Linked DNA regions of Zea mays: regions 1 and 2 are each linked to region 3. The links are chromatin contacts, called in public Hi-C maps. All regions are on one chromosome and are shown on one strand. The core of a region is the stretch at or near the end of the contact, and the rest is flanking DNA. Distances in the headings are between cores, read along the strand shown.

Evidence for each region. A called contact is a pair of places that touch in the nucleus more often than the background predicts.
Region 1: a contact with region 3 is called in a Hi-C map of ear, with 1.7 times the contacts expected there. The contact joins the promoter of LOC103639494 here to the promoter of LOC103640420 in region 3. A contact is called at or near these places in 2 of 25 Hi-C or Micro-C datasets (ear and leaf).
Region 2: a Hi-C map of ear shows a contact between it and region 3, with 4 times the contacts expected there. The contact joins the promoter of LOC100193895 here to the promoter of LOC103640420 in region 3. A contact is called at or near these places in 5 of 25 Hi-C or Micro-C datasets (ear, endosperm, root tip and 1 more).

Annotation. Positions count from the first base shown.
Region 1 is chr9:156,423,628-156,427,470 of Zm-B73-REFERENCE-NAM-5.0, reverse strand. LOC103639494 (pentatricopeptide repeat-containing protein DOT4, chloroplastic) reads right to left here and starts at 1,502. Exons shown (of 3, transcript XM_008662246.4): 1 at 1-1,502. The coding sequence starts at 1,415. It overlaps LOC118473415, which reads left to right and starts at 2,341. Exons shown (of 1, transcript XM_035962756.1): 1 at 2,341-3,843. The coding sequence starts at 2,928.
Region 2 is chr9:156,446,187-156,449,905 of Zm-B73-REFERENCE-NAM-5.0, reverse strand. It overlaps LOC100193895, which reads left to right and starts at 1,365. Exons shown (of 3, transcript NM_001138970.1): 1 at 1,365-1,951; 2 at 2,148-2,559; 3 at 2,979-3,472. The coding sequence starts at 1,886. The coding sequence ends at 3,079. It also overlaps a transcript of LOC541659 not described here.
Region 3 is chr9:156,284,386-156,288,257 of Zm-B73-REFERENCE-NAM-5.0, reverse strand. It overlaps LOC103640420, which reads left to right and starts at 1,818. Exons shown (of 33, transcript XM_020544809.3): 1 at 1,818-2,243. The coding sequence starts at 1,920.

The DNA of each region.
Region 1 (3,843 bases), core at 253-2,752, 140 kb before region 3:
CAGCTTTTTCCAGAAGGTTTCGCTAACTCTACACTATCAATCATCATCCTCACTCTCTTTGCATCTTCTACCATCCCAGCCTTTGCATATATGTTTGACATTGTCACAAAATTCCCAGCATTCTCAGGCTCCACCTGAACCAGTTGTTCAAATGCAATCTTTGCAAATTCCACGTTGTGATGCATCTTACTTGCAGACAGCAAAGCACCCCAGACAACTGTATTTGGTCTCACTGACATCTGGCCGATAAATTCCAAGGCCTCCAGAAACCTCCCAGCACGTGCAAGCAAGTCCACAATGCAAGCACACTGCTCCATAGTTGGAACGAGCCCAACAACTGACACAAAGCGCTGGAATAGTACAAGCCCTTCATCAACCAAGCCACAATGGCAGCATGCCATGAGAACGGCCGTGAATGTCACAGAGTCTGGCTTCATACCACACTGCAACACCATGTCCACAAATTCAAGGGCCCTTTCTCCATATCCATTCTTCGCAAACGCTCCGATCATCACATTCCATGACACAACATCCTTCTTTACAATCTCCAGGAACACCCTCTCTGCATCAGTGACACAGCCGGCACGCGAATACATGCTCATCAACGCGTTCCACAAAATGGCGTTTGAAGAACCACCATGACTACTCACTATAGTCCCATGGACCTGCCTGCCGGACTCCATGTCACAAGATCCCAGCACCACCACAGCTGTGCGGGCATTCCCTCGAACACCTCTCGAGTGCATCTCCCGGAAGCAGGCCCACGACTCCTCGTCCATCCCGGCACTAGCGAACCCGCCGATCATGGCGTTCCAGGACACCACGTCCAAGCCGTCCATGTAGCCAAACACCCTCCTAGCCGCACCGACCTTCCCGCGGCTCGCGTACAAGGCGACCAGCGCCGGACCTGCCGAGGCGTAGAAGGCCAGCGCCGCCACGTTCTTGATCCCGTAGGCGTGCGCCGCGCGCGCGGGGAGTAAGGCGGACGCGCGGCGGCAGCATGAGACGAGGCAGGAGAGGAGCTCGGCGTCGGGGGCGACCGCGGACGCGGAGGTGGCGAAGAGGGAGATCGCCTCGTGGGGACGGCCGTGGCGGGAGAGCGCGGAGAGGACGGTGGTGTAGGAGGCGGTGGAGGGGTGGCTGAGGAGGGAGAAGACGCGGAGGGCGGAGGGGAGGAGGTCCGCTTGGGAGTAGGCGGAGATGAGGGCGTTCGAGGCCGGGAGGGAGGAGGGGAGCGCGCCGAGCTTGAGACCGGTCGCGTGGAGGGCGGAGACTGCGCGCTCGGCGAGGAAGGGGGAGGTGCAGGAGGTGGCGGAGAGGAGGAGGCGCGGGAGAAAGGAAGGGTCGAAGGGGATGCCGCGGCAGTCGCCGACGGCGGCCGGCGCGATCGGGAACGCGGGGAGGTGTTCGTACATTGGGTGCGGTCCGGGGCCGCCGTGGGGTTGGAGAACAGCCGGATTTGAGATTTTCGCAATTATGGGGCGGCAAAATATGCTTCATCATTCATAATAGAAACGTTGCCGTGGAATCTATTAAATAAAAATGAAATAGCCTCACAAACTTCTCTAAAGGAAGCGATTCTCAATCACTCTTCATTGGTAGAGAAAGGCGACAATTAACCGACAGCGAGAGCAAACGTTGTCAATCCGTCTCCTCCCGAACCGTTGCTCCTCCTCAATTTGCACTATTTCCTCCATGCTGATATTCACCGCCCGCTGATGCATCTTTACATTCCAATGCCGATGCTCCCTATCTGAATAGAAAATATGTTCCCGTCGAGCCGTGTTTACATGCGAATCAATAGAACTCTTGAATTCCCTAATGCTCCGTTTAGATATTGATTTTGAAGGGTATAAAATTGATTTAGATTCAATACTAAATCAATCATGATATTAAAATGAGAGGTCGTTGAATTGGAGTTTCGAATTGTATGGTCAAATTCCACGCAATACAGGCAGATGATGTTCTATATATGGGAGATAGAGTTTGTAGTTATAGTCCAATTTCAGAGAATTGGGTCTCTGATTCTAAATTTTAATTCCATGTGCAAACAATAGAATTTAGAAAAGCTGATTCCAATTCCAAATTATGTGTTTCAATATCTACGTCAAACAGGATGTAAGTGCTGAGGTTATAATTCTCAGGAGTAGCTATAATATTTGAACGGTACACTTCTCTAGCGTTTATATGATTTATCAAATCAGGGGTGTTGTAGTGAAATATTATACTACAATAATATTATACTCCAGAACTTTAGTGGGCTACGAAAACGGTTTAAGGACCGAAATAAACTCTCGGCCCATTTACAGCCCGACGGCCGCTTCACAGCCAGCCACATTTCCCTTCGTCCCCGCAGAACAGATTGAAGCGGCGCAACCTCGTCGCCGTCCTCGCCTAAAACCTTCCGCCTCCCCGCCTCTCGTCCACGCGCGACAACGCGTCAGCAAGCAATCAGTTCATCCCAAGGTGCTAACCCCAATTACCCACCTGTTGCTTCCCGTTTTCGCCTCACAGTTCCCCTCTGTGGCTCCTGTGAGTCGACCAAATGTTAGCACACGCAAGGATGCCAAGACAAGTGAACCTGCGCCAGAGACCGGAAGCGAAGAAGAGGGTGTGCTGCTACAGCCAAGATTAAAAAGGAAGCTTAAGCCCAATAGCAAGGTGTCCGGTCCAGAGTGGGTTCGTTGACTGTAATAGTGTGGCCCAGTCGTGGTGCCATATGTATGACTTCAGTCTGTAAACCGGGACATGGAAAAAGAACAGAAAACACTACTACCTATCTTCTTCCCCTCTTCCAAGTCTTCTCCTTCCCTGCCGCCGTCTTGCTTTCCCCTTTCCTCTAGGAAGCTAACAGTGGTATCAAAGACCATCGTTCCTCGGATCTGGATTCTATCCACTACACCCGCCGCGCCAAAACCCTAGGCGCTATGGATCCCCAACTCAAACTCGCCTTGGAAGCACAGACTCGCTCCTTCATCTCCGAACTCGACAAAAAATTCGCCGACCACGACGCCAAATGGGAGTCTCGCGTTGGTGAACTGGAGAAGGCGGCGGTGTCTGCTGCCGACCAGTTCTACGACCTCAAGGCGGACATCCATACCGATGTCACGGCGCAGTTGGAGTTCTTCGTCTCTTCTGCGACCGAACAAGCAAATCGGGTCGCCGCGGCCACGACGTCGCGCGTCTCAGCGCTGGAATCCGCCACAGCGGCCTTCGAGGCGTGGCGCCCCGCCATGGAATCGTCGGTCGCCGAGGTCAAACGCGGCGTCGCCGCTGTCCAAGCCGCCGTCGCCAACATACCTCAACCAGGGGAACGTCGTCCGTTGGAGCCGCCGCACCTACAACCCGGCATCCTCGGCGAATTCGGATCGGGCCCTGCGCGTCCATCTACCGGTCTGCGGATCGACGGCCCCGACGGGCATTGCTCCGACCATCATCGTCGGGAGGCTGGTTTTGGACGCGTGTACGCGTCCACCCACCTCCCGCCCAATGGTATGCCCCCGTTCAATTCGCCCACATTTTCCCATCTTCTAGGGTCACCACACAGTCACAGCGGAGAGCCCGCAGCGGGGTTCACGCAGTCCTCACAGTTTGGTCCCTTACCGAAGGTTCCGTTTCCTCCATTTGACGGTGAAAACCCACGTCTTTGGATCACTCGTAGCGAGGACTATTTTGACTTATACAATGTTGATCCCTCCGCCTGGATCCGTGTGTCTACAATGCACTACACAGGACCAGCCTCTCGCTGGTTGCAATCATTAGGCCCGCGGTTTAGGTTTTTCCCTTGGGCAGAATTCACCAAACTACTCCTTGAACGCTTTGGTCGGGATCAACATGACGCCC
Region 2 (3,719 bases), core at 116-2,615, 160 kb before region 3:
TGATGTACTAGCAAGAATGGAGCCCGATGAAGAGATTAGGTCCAAGATTGATGAGTATGACATGCATCATGAAGACCAAAGAGGACCTATCTTTTCTAACAAGCTGGCACTCGAAAATATTCAATCAAAAAGCCCTCGTAAGTACTATATATGATTGGTTGATTGCTTGCTAATACTTATTTCAGCATGTGTTCCGTTATTAACTGTTGGCATATGTGTTCATTTGTTAGTTGATTGGTGGTGTGCATATGGTGGACAGGCATTTGAACTACAAAGATTTGTGATGCGTGTGGTTAGCCTTTGTGCTTCATCATCGGGTTGTGAATGGATTTGGAGTACATTTGAATTTGTAAGTCCAAAATAACTACTTTGGTTATGCTCAAATCTATTTCTTGGTACTTATTTAGCTTGGCATTTATATTTTTGATATTTATAGATGCATACAAAGAAGAGAAATCGGTTGTTGCGCAAGAGGTTGAATGACTTGGTCTTATCTGCCTATTTCATGGGAACTCAACCCACCAAATGGTCATGTTGGAGACACCCGCTGTGCCTGTGCGGCTGTGGTCCTTTGGCAAATCCTTAGAGTTGAATTGTGACGGCAGTTGATATCCTTAGACCTTCGGGAAAGCAAAAAGCGATAAAGAGATCGCAGATGGATATTGTGCTGTAGCACTTTCAGATGGTGGTTCGTGTCAGTCGATTAATCCACTCCCACATGAGAAGAATTGTATATTGTGCTCCCTGAACTCTATCAGGAGAGCTGCTGTAGCAGTCACTGGACATCGATAATCTCGAAGGTGCGTGCCGTTGATCTTGTTGGGCATAATAACTATATTTTATTTCCCAAGTTGCCGTCGAGATATTTTCCCTCAGATTCCTGCCGTCTCAAATAGTTACCCTTTTGAACCCAGATACTGTTGCTAGTCTGTACTGGTACTGCACAGGAGTGTTTGTTATCTGGCCATCCAGTCCAGCAAGCTGGATGTGTGCGTATGTTACATCTGTCTGCCTGAACCAGGTGGTGTAAAAATAGGCCAAGAAAGCATCGGAATGGTATACCTTTTCTTGTTCGATTTGTATTGCTAAAGGATCATTTGTTGACTGCTTGGGTTCATATAACAGAATAAAAGCATTGCGGATTATTCAGGGGCGCCGTCGGAGACGGCAGATAACTATTGCCTGCCTAGCCCGCGCCCATTCCTCTTCCTGTTGCAGTGCAGGACAAGGCGGCGGCGGTGCAGATCTTTCTCCCTTTTCTTGCGGGCGGCAAAGGAGAGAGACTGCGAGCCAAGGAACAGGCCAACAAATATCTGAGGCCCGATATTTTCTCCTGCCCCAGCCACGTGGAAAAGCGCCGTCACGTAGGCGTAAAGCTCCCGTCCAGTCCAGGGCCCGGTCGGCTCGGCTGCCGATCCTTCTTCAATCCCTCGCCTGCAACTGGCTCTCTGTCCCCTTCTGCTCCCCCCACGGTTCCCCAGAGCCCGAGCCAAATCTAGGGGCTTCCTTCATCCGAGCGTGGTTTCAATTCTAGGGGTAGTCACCTCACCTGAATTCCGCCCAAATAAATTCGTCGCTGCCTTGTGATCCTTGGGGTTTCCTTGGTTCTTGAGTTGCGATCTTCTGCTGGTTCGTGTCCCCCAATCCGTAATCAATCCGGCGTCTAGGAAACCAATTGCTGCTCAGTTCTCTTATTTGCTCCTCGCCTTCCTTCCTCCAGCCTGGTTAAAATATCGAAAGGGGATTTTTTTTTAAAAATCTGCTCATCGAGGAAGCAGGGAAGACAAGAATTGTTGCATCGGATAAAGGTCGGGTGAAAATACAAGCAAATCCTGGGAACTCGCGTCCCTTTGCTAGGTGGTTCTTTCCTGATACAAAGAACACAATGGGCGATGTGTCCTTGAACGGACCCATTAAGGCTGCTGAGCCAGGTGCCGGTGGCATTGCCAAGGTACGAGTAAACGATAGATTTTTTTTAAGCTTACCTGTCAGTTCTTTATCTCGTGTAATTTCCTGACCGTCCGTTGAGCTTCATGATCCTCTCTCTCTCTCTGTCTCTTAACAATATATGATTTTTTTTACTTCATTTTGTTAACCATTTCCTACACACAGTAAATTAACAAGACGCTCTACTCATTCTTTGACAGGGCAATCAAGTTCTGGACACGATGTCCGCCGGGTGGACAGACGAGAGACACAGGCTGTATATAAGCTCTATGGAGGCCTCTTTCGTCGATCAACTGTACAACCACGGGAGCCGTCCGCGCAACGCAAACGGCACCGCCTTCAAGGCTCTCCGCAGGGAGTACGTCGAGTATGAGAAGACCGATGCTCCTGTGCGAAGGGGGGCTAAGTGCTGCGGCGTTCCTGCAAATCCTTGGATGCAGCATTTCAGGCCACGTAGTGATGGCGGTAATAACGCGCGAGGCGATGGGCTCGGGGATTCTGTGGGCGATCTTGAATCTGGCACTGAGGCAAACCGGAAGAGCCTCTCAGCGTCTCATGGAAGGGAACGGGACGCTTGTGAGGGAGAACCCCAGCTTCTCCATGAAAGTAGAGGTGATTAACTTCATTTTTATATTGCATTGGTATGCTTTGGTCAACTGCCTGCCCAGACTCAGCTGTAGTTATCTGAACATCTTAAATTAGTATCCGCAACATTGTTTTCACTAAGCATCACAGCCCAGCTATAAAAGTGTCCTAATTAGCTAGCTATGCAGCTAGTTCTTAATTCAATGCAGTTCATCCGTGATTGTTTCCCATGGCACGTACTGAGACTGCACAACTGGTGCCATAAACCTCACTCATACGTTTTATTAGCAGTAGCATATCTATAGAAGAGATATGGATGACAGAACATCTCAATTACTCCAATAACTTTTGTTTTTGTTCTGAATTCAACTAGCACGGCTCAGCAGCTGCACCGTGCAGTAAACTTGTTTTCTAATGCCAATTTTGTGTCTTCCCTCCGTCTCCAGAGGTCTCTGATCAAAATTTTGCTGACGACGAGGCTGAAGCTGAAACAGAATCAATGAAAGCATACAAGAAAAGGAGATTAAGCAGGACAATGATCAACTAAATTTGCAGGGTCAATTAGCTTAGCCTGTTGCAGGAATTGAGATGACTGTCCTAAAAGGAGGCAGTAAGATGATGGGACATGTCTTACGAAATTTTCAGCTGTTGCCTCTTGGTAGCCAAGGCACTTTGAATCCGAAGGAAGGTGTTGAAGGGTAGTTGTTAGTGATCTTGTGATGATATAACGAGCTCTGGAGCAGTTAGCATCGGCATTTTAGTGGATTATGTTCTTGTTATGTGTATCTGTCTATTTTTCAGTCCTCATCGGTAGTGCTGCATAGTACCTCGCTCTCTCGTCAGAAGGATATTAGGCTAGGTCACTGTTATTAAATTTTTCAATAACAGTGAAGTGTACATGTGTTTGCCAAATGGTGAGAATCATTATTGATTTCCAATTCACAAACTATTCTTTATGCCTCACTCCGTGGATGTCGCGGACATGTAACATGGTCCCGGAAGGAAGGTACAGCATACGACGTGCTTGCTGTTGAACGATGATCTTTTTAAAAAAGAAAAAAAAAATTGAAAGTGAAGTCACAGCGACCATGACCCATGCCTCCCTGTTTAACTCATGGAACTGTTTTCGGAGATATGAATTCAGATATATGGTCATCTGTATTACACACAAAGCTCACGTGCCTCCC
Region 3 (3,872 bases), core at 569-3,068:
TATACGGACCATCGTCTTGATTGCATTTGCTGCCTGCATATGCGGGCGCATCACTGGTGTACGAGCATATATGTCTAAATGGACCAAGTTTGTTGGCGACTCGTGTCCCAACACTGTTAAGCCCAACCCGAGCATGGTCTGGCCCATTATCCACCAGGCCCGTGCTGGCCTGGTCATCGTGATGTGCCTAGGTCGTAGGCGTGATATGATAGGCTAGGCTTTGTACGGACCGATTTTATTTTTTCGCATTTTTTTAAAATATATAAAATATGATTGAGTATAGAATAACTATGTGTGTTCTGTTGTCTTAGTGGATGAATATCTATAATATGATTAAGTATAGAATATAAAACACAAAAATATATATGTTCTATTGGTTAGAAGAGTGTGAATGTGGAGTCAACAACTACATTACACTATCTCTAGCATACTACCTATCACACACCCTATTTCACCCATATTTTAAACTCCACTCTGTAAATAGTATCGTCTACATTACAAATCAATTTTTGCACACACGTTTGTACGGACTGCTAGAGTCAGCCTTATTGTAGCAGAGATTTTGATCTATCTATTATTATCAGGGGACATTTTCATGCGATCACTTATTTGGTGCAACTGTGCAATCAAATCATCTAAATCACCCAATATAGACCCGACAATTTCATATGAAATGGGTTAAATATAAAATAACCACTAGATTTCATGTGAAAAGGGTGAAATGTAGTATGCAACCAAATTATCTGAACATCAGATTTAGATCAACGACTTCGTATGGAAAGGGGTTAAATATAAAATAGGCACTAAATTTTATGTGGAAAGGGTGAAATGTAAAATAGCAGTCACCCATTGGATCCATGTCAGATGCTTTAGATGGTTTAATCGCACGCTTGCACCAAACTATTGATTACATAAGATATGTCCCCATAGTTGTCGAGAACTTATGATGTACAACTAGTTATACCGATGCAACCGTGCAATTAAGCGATGTATCCAACTATTTATATTTAAACCTTCCACTTGAAACCTAGTTGCTATTTACACTTAAGCACTTCCACCTAAAGTAGCAGACAACGTTGGATTTTAATTAGATGCAACAAATCATCTGGTTGCATGACTGCACCAATATAATTGTTTGCATATGATATGATCTCATCATTATTTACATATAGCGTTTTATTTTCATCTATCTATCATGACTCTTTATCCTATTGGATAAAACATCTTATCGGCTTACGTACATCCCAGGTTGACCAAACCGTTTTGATTTAATCACCGAAAAATGGGAAACCAAACGGTTTTCAGTGGATTTCGAATTTCCGACCGACCTGCAATTCAAATTAAAAAAACAATTTTCGTGAATCCCTGTGTTTCTCAGCAAAATAAGTTTTCACGAGGAAATTTGTTGTACAAATTTTTAAAATGAAAAGAACAAATTATGTTTTGCTTGTAAAAAGCTGGGGTTTTATCGACGAAATTCGTTATTTTTATTACAAAAAAATCAAATTGATTTCAAATAATTAATATGAGATATACCATATTACTTAGAAAACATGCAGTCCTTTTCTCATTTGTTTCCTGTTAATATATATACAATTTTTTTTCTAAATTTTAATATTTTGAATGAAATTTTAAAAAACAGGATGGAAAAACCGCTCGGACCGGGGGTTTCCGGCCCGGTTTTAGCGGCGACCGGTTTTAAAACCATGTCAAGTATGCATCAGAAACAGGGTACAGGGAAAAAAAACACCCCGGCAGGAAATACAGAGAAACCCAACCCAAAAAGAAAGAAAAGAAAGAAAAAGACGATAAATTTTATACGATTTCTGCGCTCCTGTTCGGCGTTTTCGCTACCCCCCCCCCCCCAGCGAGCCCCTGTACGACCAACCCTCCCGCCGCGCCGCCGCTCGCCGCGGGCCATGTACAAGCTCCGCGGCCGTGGCGGCGGGCGCGGCGGCAGCGGCGTAGCAAAGCGACCGATGCCCTCCAACGCCCGCGGCCGTGGCGTTGCCTCCTCTATCGGCGGGATGGCCGGGCCTCCTCGCAGTCGCGCCGCCGCCGCCGCCTTGAAACAGCCGGTGGGACGCGAGGAGGCGTTCTGCCTCGAGTCCAGCGGGCTGCCTGCCTTTGCGGCTATAATACGGCTGACGCCCGACCTCGTCGACGAGATACGGCGGACGGAGGAGGCCGGTGGAGGCGCCCGCATCAAGTTCAACCCTAACATGTACAACTCATCGGAGAACGTGAGCTGTCTTTCACCCTTTGTCTTTCAGCTGTCTGTCCCTATGAGTTCCTCTTAAGTTTTAGCCTAACAAATTTAGATACTTCTTTACCAATACAAAATATATCCTGGTAAGTTGTTTTCCTTCTGTTGGCAATTTTACTGGGTTTGAGTGAGTTCTGTAATTTGCATTCACGCCAATCAAATTTTAGCATGGTACCGGCGAGATATTTTGTATTGTTAGGGCACAATGATCTGTTAGGTGTCTTTCTAGGATTAATGATGGTTCTCTTCATCTCGGGTGATGGTCTTGGAGTATTTTGATTCGTACAGCGAGCTCTCATTGCTCCTATCTCAATTTATATGATTTAGATGGGTGAAACGGCATTTGGTTTAGTAATTTGAATTCAAGCCTTCATATCATTGCTGTGTCTTATGCTCCCATTTCAAGTCACACTGTTGCTTACTTTGCACTTACATTGATTTATTGGGTCAAAGTTGAATGTTTATTACATTCTCATTGGACATTTGAAGGCCTAGCGATTTTTCTAAGGAATCTCGAGTTTTACCATGCTTTATGGTCCCAGACTTCTGGCTATTCTAATTTATTTTAGGCTGATCAGAGCAGGCACTTTTCTCATTTGATGGTTCTTTCAGTTCAGCTAAATTTCTCATTCCACATTAGCACATTGCTTATTTGATGATTCTTTCAGTTCAGTTCACTTTCTTGATCCGCGTCCACATTTTCACTATTTATTGTTGTACAATTAGTTCTTACATGGTATTTGATTTGGTGTTGTTACTTTTGTACATGGTTATTAAAGCGGTAAAACGTTATGAACCAACTTTTTAACTTTTAAACGTTTAAACGAATGTTGAAACGTCTTTTCAGACTTGACATAGAAATTCAAATATAGAATAAGTTCATACATAAGTTGAGTTCACAAACCAAATAGCATAAAAAGATCACCCTGAATCATTTGACTTTGGCCTTCGTGACTGATCTTTGACTTTGGCCGGCTGTGGCTGAGGAGAGGAGAGGAGAGAGGAGAGCGGCGGCTGGCTGAGGGAGTGAGGGCGCCGTGTCCAGCGCTGGCCAGTGCCCAGGAAAGTGACCTAGAAAATGCTAAAGGCCCAGGACGGGTAGAACGTCCTTAGAACGTCTAAAACGCCCTAAAACGCTATTTGGACGCTTAAACATCGTTTAAACACACGAAATGGACGTTCTACGCCCTAAACCTAAAACGTTAGGACATTCCAACTTTTAAACACGTTTTCTCGTTTAAACGGCGTTTAAACGTCGTTTAAACTACGTTTAAACGTCGTTTAAACTACATTTTAATAACAATGCTTTTGGATGACTTCCCTTAATGGTGATTCAGACATATCTAGCATAATAATGTCATATTTCAGTTAGCTTTGTACGGTGGATCAGGAGTTCAAATCTCAGCTCTGAAGTATTAGCAGGGCCATCTGCCCTGCATAGATTGGATGCCCCCCTCCTAGCAGTTTTTTTCTTGCATTTTATGAGTCGCCTTTTTTTTCCATATATATGGAATCGCCGACAAGTATGATCACTGACCAGAAATTCTGAAACAACAAAGAATATGCCTATTCACTTTGCCTTGAACGTCCAACCCAAACTGAAATC